Linked DNA regions of Hordeum vulgare: region 2 is linked to region 1. The links are chromatin contacts, called in public Hi-C maps. All regions are on one chromosome and are shown on one strand. Each heading gives the region's core, a stretch centred on a gene start, on an enhancer-like site or on the middle of the called end of the contact. The rest is flanking DNA. Distances are from core to core; before and after follow the strand shown. Region 1 holds the start of LOC123424890 (DEAD-box ATP-dependent RNA helicase 10). Region 2 holds the start of LOC123424893.

Evidence for each region. A called contact is a pair of places that touch in the nucleus more often than the background predicts.
Region 2: a Hi-C map of leaf shows a contact between it and region 1, with 4 times the contacts expected there. The contact joins the promoter of LOC123424893 here to the promoter of LOC123424890 in region 1. A contact is called at or near these places in 4 of 6 Hi-C or Micro-C datasets (leaf and seedling) and 1 of 1 datasets of contacts at active chromatin or transcription factors (embryo).

What each region holds. Positions count from the first base shown.
Region 1 is chr2H:55,248,038-55,252,454 of MorexV3_pseudomolecules_assembly, reverse strand. LOC123424890 (DEAD-box ATP-dependent RNA helicase 10) reads left to right here and starts at 2,171. Exons shown (of 13, transcript XM_045108581.1): 1 at 2,171-2,504; 2 at 2,592-2,715; 3 at 2,804-2,873; 4 at 3,610-3,672; 5 at 4,397-4,417. The coding sequence starts at 2,318.
Region 2 is chr2H:55,379,528-55,383,938 of MorexV3_pseudomolecules_assembly, reverse strand. It overlaps LOC123424893, which reads right to left and starts at 3,148. Exons shown (of 1, transcript XM_045108585.1): 1 at 1,622-3,148. The coding sequence starts at 2,828. The coding sequence ends at 2,202.

The DNA of each region.
Region 1 (4,417 bases), core at 922-3,421:
TTGCATTTTCTTCTTTTTTTGAAAACATAGAGCTATGCTTTTTTCCCTTTTTGGGCAGGCACATATGTGCCTTTCCCTTTTTGGTAAGCACATTTGTGTTTCTCATGAAAACACACATCATAAATCTCGTAGAACCACATTTATGCTTCTAGCAGAAGCATATATTATACTTCTCGCGAAAAAAAGCATTGTTTCTATTTCTTTCAACAAAACCAAAGGAAAACCAAGCAAAAATCGAAACTAGAAACAAGCAAACGAAATCTGTAAACACGTGAAGAGAAAAAAAAGAGCAAAATCCGTAGGGAGCACCAATGTGCACCAAAAGTGATCTATGAGTTTCTCTTTGATTGTACCCTCCAATTGCTTGCTCCCGACAAATAGGAGCACCTACGTGTAATATCTTCTCAGTTTTTATTTACTTCGTATGGGAACATTACAAAGTTTTTTTATTGAACGAGGAAGGACAGATTGGCCCTTATATTGCATGTGATAATATGGTTACATCATCAGGTAGGGTATAAATGAGGAAGCCAGGGGGCTCCTCCATCCACTTTCTAGTTCTAGTGGGTTCGGCAAATCTAGCTAAGGTATGAGCAACCGTGTTTGCTTCCTAGGACAGAAAACAAAGTGGATAGAACTAAAATTCTTGGCAAAGAAAGAGCATTCTTCGTAAACAGCAGCCGCCGGTCCGAGGGAATTGCCATCTTGTATCATGGTGTCTATCACCTCCGTGCAGTCGGACTCAACTACAAGTTTCTGCACTCCCACCTCACTAGCCAGAATAAGTCCATCTCTGAGTGCTCTTGCTTCGGCCGAGCTGGTGTCTTCGGCAAACGGAATCCCACTGCATGAGGCGGCGATGAAAGTACCTCTGTCGTTCCGCAACACAGCCCCTGTGCTTCCCGTCCCCGAATCGCTAGAAAACCCAGCGTCGACATTAAGCTTATAAAGACCCTCAGGTGGCCGCTGCCATCCGTGCCGAACTACCCCTTCTTCTTCTCCCTAGCCCTAGCAAAGTTCTTCGCAAGAGCTGATATTGCATGCGCTGATCTGGGAGCCTCAAAAATTTCCTCGCCATGGGTGAAGTTCCTCCTTTCCCACCATACATACCAGACGGTAGTTGCAATTAGTTCACCACGACCGACATCCGATAGGTGTGAGCTAATTTTGCTCTTAGATAAGAGCAGTTCCGAGAGGATGGCACTCCCATCTCGCTCCATTGTACAGGTCTGTTGCACAAGGCTGTAAAGCCCCAAGATTCTCCAGATATCTTGCACTCTCGGGCATTGGAAGAAGGCGTGTTTAATGCTCTCACAATCTGTTGTACACAACGGGCATTGGGAGCTAGCCATGATATGACGATTGGCCAATACACCATAGCAGGGTATTGCTCCCAACAGAGATTTCCATAGATGGATTTAATCTTTGCAGGGATCCGCAGTTTCCATATGGTTCTACAAATTGGACTATTACCTGAGGATTGGTTTGTGTTTGTTCTCCTCAACTTTCACCCATGTTGGAATTCCCACTCTTCATGGTAAGCCGATCTAACAGAAAAGATCCCATGCTTGTCTGGGTGCCAAGAAACAAAATCAAACATCATTCCCAAAGCGAGTGGGATATTCATAATGCGTTGTCCATCTACCGGCCAGAACAGATCATTGATGAGCTCCTCGTCCCACGCTCTGCTATTTGCATCTATGAGTTCAGATACTTTAGTAAGAACTATAGTGTTCCTTGGAACATTACAAAGTTTGATTAAGTTTATTGAAAACAATCTATTTTTTCACACTAACAAATACTTCTTCTGTCTCAAAATAAGTGTCTTAAGCTTAGTATAATTTTGTACTAGAGGTAGTATAAAATCGAGACATTTATTTTGGGAGGGAGGGAGTACATATGATATTCTGTATTCAATAATGAATCTGAAGGTATTGATTTGGTATTGTGTATGTTAATAATTTATTTATAAATTAATTCAAAGTTTAAAGAGTTGGTTTCAAGACAAAGGTAATATGCCAAGTAAATAAAAACAAAAGGAGTATATGAAGTGGGCCATTCCCGGACCGAGGCCGCTCCCAGCGGCCAGGCCGAGCATGCCGGCCCACGAGATTTTCCCACCCTCCGCTTCGTCCGCTAGGGTTTATGCCGCCGCGCCGACCCCGCGGCCGTGTGCGCCAAGTTCTGTCTCCCGTCACATAACCAGCAACCGCCGAGCGCCACGCCTAGCAGACCAACCCCACGCCGCCGCCGCATTCACCCACGCGCGCACAGAAGACTCCAGTCTTCTCCTCTCCTCTCCTCTCCCCCCGTAGCCATGGCGGTGGTGGACAAGGCGGCCGCCGGGGGCGGCGAGGCGCAGCAGCGGGAGCCGGAGCCGGCGGCCGAGGCGTCGACGTTCGCGGAGCTGGGCATCTGCCGCGAGCTGGTGGAGGCCTGCGACGCCATGGGGTGGAAGCAGCCCACCAAGATCCAGGCGGGGGCCATCCCCCACGCCCTCCAAGGTACTACCGGCGGCGCCGCCGGCCGTTTATGCGTGCAGCTGTGGTGGTCGCGGGTCGTTGATTCTGGGTTCGGATTTTTGGGCGCAGGGAGGGACGTGATTGGGCTGGGGCAGACGGGGTCCGGGAAGACGGGCGCTTTCGCGCTGCCCATCATCCAGGCGCTGCTCGAGCACCGCCAGCCCTTCTTCGCCTGCGTCATGTCGCCAACGAGGTTACTTTCCTTTGCCTCTCCTTCCCGAGATACATTTCCTTTTTCGATAGCTTGCGTGGAAGCTTACCCTGAGGCTGTGGGGGTTCAGGGAGCTAGCCATTCAGATTGCAGAGCAGTTCGAGGCGCTAGGGTCAGGGATCGGCTTGGTTTGCTCAGTGGTAAGTGGCGCTGATACAATTGACTGTTTATCCAGTTCTGCTACTAATTACTCCCTCCGTTCCTAAATATAAGACCTTTTAGAGATTGCACTATGAACTACATACGGATGTACATAGAGATATTTTAGAGTATATATTCATTCATTTTGCTCCGTATGTAGTCTCCTAGTGAAATCTCTAAAAGGTCTTATATTTTGGAACGGAGGGAGTATATGCTACAACCAATTGGATGCGCATACTGCAATATGCTTTGTGTCTTTGCGCGCATCCTAGGTCTGATTAACTAATTGTTGTAATAGCTGGCTGTGAATTGTTGGCTACCTGCCTTTGATCGTATTGCGCGCATAACATGAAGAGGAGTAATGTCAGGGTGCTGTTTTGAATTCTGAATATATGTAGCCTATTTCAACTTTGGTGAAGCCAAAGCATAGGGGAACATAGTTATTACTATATTTTTTTAAAGATCATAACTAAATTGAATAAGTTTGTCGCTTTACGAGCCCATAAGGACAATTTTAGTGTTTGTTGATGACCTTTCTCCTCCACAACGGCAAGACTGCTTCAGTGTTTCACTTTCACGCTGATTACTTCTGCTCAGTATACTTAGATGAAATTTTCTATCTTCTATTGCATTAAGATGTCTCTTGGTGACCATGGTACAACCTACTTAAATCAAGTATTCGTCAACAATAGGAGACTATTGAGTTACTGTTTTAAGGTATTTCCCCCTTTTCAGCTTGTTGGAGGAGTTGACCGGATGCAGCAAGTGTTATCCATTGCAAAACGTCCACATATTGTGGTGAGTATCCTCTACCCAATCCTAACCTAATAAGTACAATATAGGTTCTGTATTCTCTGTGCTTTGAAATTGCAAGTGAGTCATGTAGATTAAAATCCACACACAACCATCAACTCCTTCAAATCCCAAAGTGGAAAAAAGCTCTGGCATCAGCATTATCATATACTAATTCTTGGCCTTAAGAAATGCCCTTTTGGCTAACCTGAAGCTTCTTCAATTAGACAGCTTATCGAGCCTTTTAACTCCCCTTTATAACTTATGGTACCATTTCTAGTAACTCTATTTGTGAAAGCTCTTGAGGGTTTATTGATAGATAATGTACCTGAAGTTAATATACTCCATTCCAAGTTAAAGTGCATATAGAATTATAGATTTTGTCGTAAGTCAAAGTTTTACCAAGTTTTTAGAAAAAGTATTTTAACGGATATCTATATGGAAATAGAGGGAGTAATATAAGCGCTTTTAATTTTGAAAGCCATTGTGATGACAAGCGTATCCTTATAAGACCCAAGATGCTCCATTTCACTGAGTTTAGCATATATAAGTAGCTTCTAGAGTCTAGTAGACACGGGACTTGGGTATACAAGCTAAGGCCAGGATCTTCCATTGCATACACCAGTCACAAGTAGCAAAAAAAGAGAGCTTTTGTTCTCTTCCGGGACATTTGAAAACTGTCTTTATCAGGACTTAGCTTGTTTTATTTATCATTTCCTCCGAAATGCAGGTTGGAACTCCTGGCCGTCTT
Region 2 (4,411 bases), core at 1,899-4,398, 130 kb before region 1:
ATCGCCGTCTCTGCAAGCCTAGGTTATCTCTTACCCGAGCCCTTTACTTACGCATTTTACTTTGTGATAGCCATATTGTTTCTTGTTATATCTCTTGCTATCACTTAGTTGTTTATCTTGCTTAGCATAAGTTGTTGGTGCACATAGGTGAGCCTAGTTATTTTAGGTTTTATGCTTGACTAATTAAATGTTAGTTTTATTCCGCATTTGTTCAAGCCTAAACCGTAATTATTTTAAAGCGCATATTCACCCCCTCCTCTAGGAGACATCCATGTCCTTTCACTTATCCTCCGAGAATTGTAGATCCACCTTCTTGAGTTGCGAGATCGAGAGCGGGAGGCCTAGGTATCTCATCAGGAGGTCTTAGTCAGAGGCAAACTCTACCGAGCATGGCCCAGGCGGACATGGGAGTAATGGATGGGCACAAGTGAGATCTTTTGGAAGTTTGTGCAAAGAATAGTCACCTCCCCAAATCCTTCAAGAATTGTCGTCAGGTTGTCGATATCTCTCTTGATAGGAGCCATGAACGCGGCCGTATCGTCGGCGTAGAGGGATGTTCTCACCATGGCCCTCCTACCACGAATCTTGTGAAAGAGGCCCTTCCGCGTTGCGAGTTCTAGGATCTGTTGCAGTGGGTCGATTGCAAGCACAAAAAGGAGAGGCGAGAGTGGGTCGCCTTGGTGAAGACCCTCGCCATGTTTGATTGTGAGTCCAGCCACCCCATTCAAAAGAATCCGGAAGAAGAAGTGCAGAGAAGTGTGCACTTCCAATTCCGGACCTTGCTCGAGAACCCTTTTTTTTTTTGGACAAGCTCAAGAATAAACTCCACTTGACCGAATCGAAAGCATTTCGGATGTCCAACTTGAATAGGAGTGCGGCGTTTTGCACCAGTGCAGCCTCCCAAGCTCAAGTACTTACATCACTTCATAGTTATACATTAATCTTAGCGGCAATTATGGGGCTGCTTCCACTGGAATTTCGGAATTTGTCAAAAAAAAATTTGTTGTTGCTACCAGTAGCTTTACAACTAAATCATATAAATTACAATGGACTTCTAGTTCACCAATCAGACCATGTTTTCTCTCATGAAACCACCAGGAGCTCTTCTGGATGAACTGGTCACCAGGCTTACACTAATACTACAATGGAGAAGAAAAACACAAGGCAGAAAGCTTTACTAGATCATGCAACATACAATGGACTTCTAGCTACACCAATCAGAAGTTCTTTTCTTCTTTTCTCTCGATGGTTATTGTGGATTATTTGATCAAAAGTTCTTGTGGATTATTTCATTACCATGGTTACATTACTTCAGCGAATCTTAAAGAAAAGAGGAGGCGACTATAATTTTAGAGAACAACTAGAGTGCAACACAATTAAGGACTATTAAGTTAAGTATAGTCAGCTCATGATCATTTCCGGATGACGATCGACCACATCGTTTCGAGATTTATAACTGTACATCCATGCCATGCCATCTGTGCATGAAGAAATCAAACCGTGTATAAGATGTATCATCAAAGCAAGTAAAGATTAAGAGATCAGATAAAGAACCAGGCAAGAATTAATCACCCAAGGCTCTCAAGACTTGTTAAATACCTACCTAACTGACCTTACATAATTAAAGAACAGAAGACGTGGCTCTAATTTATAAAACAGCTATAGAACAGCATGAGTACAGCTTCTGAATAGTACAGTTGATCACAGCTGATTTCGGCCTTAAAGACTTCATGCCAGTACAGTTGGGCCAGTTCTTGATGAGGTATCGAACTGTATTGCTACTGTAGTTACATCCATGAAGAGATTTGACCAAAACCATGGATAAACAGGGAACTAGGCAAGAATTGATCACTCCCAAGCTCAAGTATTTACATCAGTTCTTCGTCATACATTAATCACCCAAGCTAATATCAGCGCCAAATTTTACACACATATACAAGCACCGGCTCTTATTCATCATCATCAATCGCCACCACCGGACGGCGATTCCGCGGCAAAGGAGCCAAGAACAATTCGTTCTCTTCCATCCATGAGCAGCTAAGAATCCGATCCCCAAACGATCGGATTGATCGATCGATTTAGCTAGGACACATAATAAATCATAAATCAAGAACCCCAAGGAACCGAAAATGCGCCTCTCTCTGATCTGACGACGAACCTACCGACTCTAATCCTTCAATTCAATTAGCGGCATGGATGGATCAGGAGGAGCAGTTAGCGCAGCGCACCAACCCGTTCTCGTTGCAGTCGGCGCAGCGGAGGGCGCGGTCCTCCTCCTCGTCGAACACCTTGCGGCTGCCGGCGCAGGCGGGGCAGGGGACGAAGCGGACCCCGCCGCAGGCGTCGCAGACGAAGGCCGGGTCCTGGCCCGCGGCGCCCTCGAGGAGGCGCCGGAGCTGGCCGGACTCGTGCAGCTGCCGGACCTCGTCGGCGCCGCCCACGAGCCGGCCCCCGATGAAGAGCTGCGGGAGCGAGAAGGCGCGGCCCCGGGCCGCGAGCAGCGCCTGCAGCTCGCGGCGCAGCGCGGCGTCCATGGACACGTCCCGCTCGTCGACGGCGACGCGGGAGCCGCGCAGGATGGCCCGCGCGGCCGAGCAGTCCGCGAAGGTGCGCCGCACCCCGCGCAGCGACGTCGTGTAGAGCACCACCGCCTGCGGCCGCGCCCGGGGCTCGTCCGCCAGCTGCGGCCGCCGCCACCTGGGCAGCAGCCGGTGCCCCTGGTGGTGGTGGTACGTCAGCGACCGCCCGAACTGCGGCCGCGCCTGCTGTTGCTGCTTCTTGCCGCAGCCGCCCTCCGTCCCGCCGGCCACGCCGCAGCCGCCCTCCATCCCCTCCTGGACCTCAGGGACGACGCGCGGCAGGCAAGGTTCTTGATTCTTGGTGGCTATGGCGGTTACCTCGGGCCGGGGCGACGATGGGTTGGGAAAGGAAAGGGGAGAAAGGAAGAGTCTTGCGAAAGCGAGGATGGAATTGGTTTCGCCGGAAGGTGGATGGAGGTGGGGTTTAGTTAGTGGTGGCCTATATATATTTTCTTTTCTTCTCCCGGTGGAAGTTTCGTCATTGCTTTTAGTTTGGTTCTTCCCCTTCTCCTTCTTCTTCTTGATGCTGAGTGTGTCAAAAATAACTCAGCTACTGATTCACCAGCTAAATATCGTGAGCAAAAATGGCACGCACGGCCAATTTGGCAGCTGATTTCTCTACTAAAACCAGCAACTAATTGAGAAACGGAGGGCGTTTCCAGTTGGAACCAGCAGGTGGTAGCAAAAAAAGAACATTTTTGAAAGCATTTTAATTATGTCTCTCTGGCAGGTTATTAGTTTTTGTGGTTGCTACTTGCTGTATTTTGTGATTAGACCGAGTGGCTAGCTGGCTGGCTAGTATGTGTCCCGGGTGTGGCAGTTATTACCGGTGGTTTTTGCAACTGTGAGGAAGGTTCTTGAACGTTTGTTGTGCTCGGCTTCAACGAGAGCCTGTCATTTTCTCTACCCTAACTTCTCCCTTTTCTCTATTTTGTGTGATCCATATTCAGTTGACAGTGCAAGTAGGAGAAGTGGCACACGGCTCTCTGTTCATTTTAGTTCACGATGTTTTGACTGGGGCAGTTTTGGTCTCTTGGATGACTTAATCCGGACAAAGCATGCTCAAATTATAGTTACAATATATTATAACGATATGAAGAAGTAGATGGAACTTCGTCTATGTTGTCTCAACACAGTCAGTCCCAAATTCGAATAAAGGAGGAAGGTTGAGATAGGCTTGACGAGTCAACGCCAAAAGTGAGCCACTCTTATATGGAGATAAAATTACAAAGATTTCATAAGGTTTTGACTGGACAAATCGTTTTTGAAAGACTTAGTCGGGAAAAATCATGCTTAATTTTATGTTATTTTATATTTTGAAATAAAATCACACCACTTATTTTGGTGGGAATATTTTGATAAGAAAACATTATAGTCATGCACATAAATAAATAAATAAAATACGTTTTTTCTATAGGTTATGATAATCCACCATAATGTCAAATCTAAACTAGCTAGTTAATTGCCCGTGTGTTGGAGTGGAGGCATACCTATTCTAAAGGTATCACCCATCATATTCTATCTTAGTAAGATTTAGTTTGGTTTGAGTATGGGTATGAGAAGGAAAGTACATTTTGATTTAGTTGAGTTTTGATAAGATTTGATTTGATTTTGGGCATGGTAAGGCAAGGCGATACAAGTTTTTGATCCAGTTAAGTTTTTAGTAAGATTTGATTTGATTTGATTGAGTTAATGCGGAACGTGATTTTGAGAAAGTATCAATTTGGTTTAGATTATGCCAAATACTCCACTTATGCTAAAAAAAATTCTACGACATCGATTCAGATTTTATCAAGAAAAAAGAACAGAAAACCAAGTGGAAGGCATGGGGA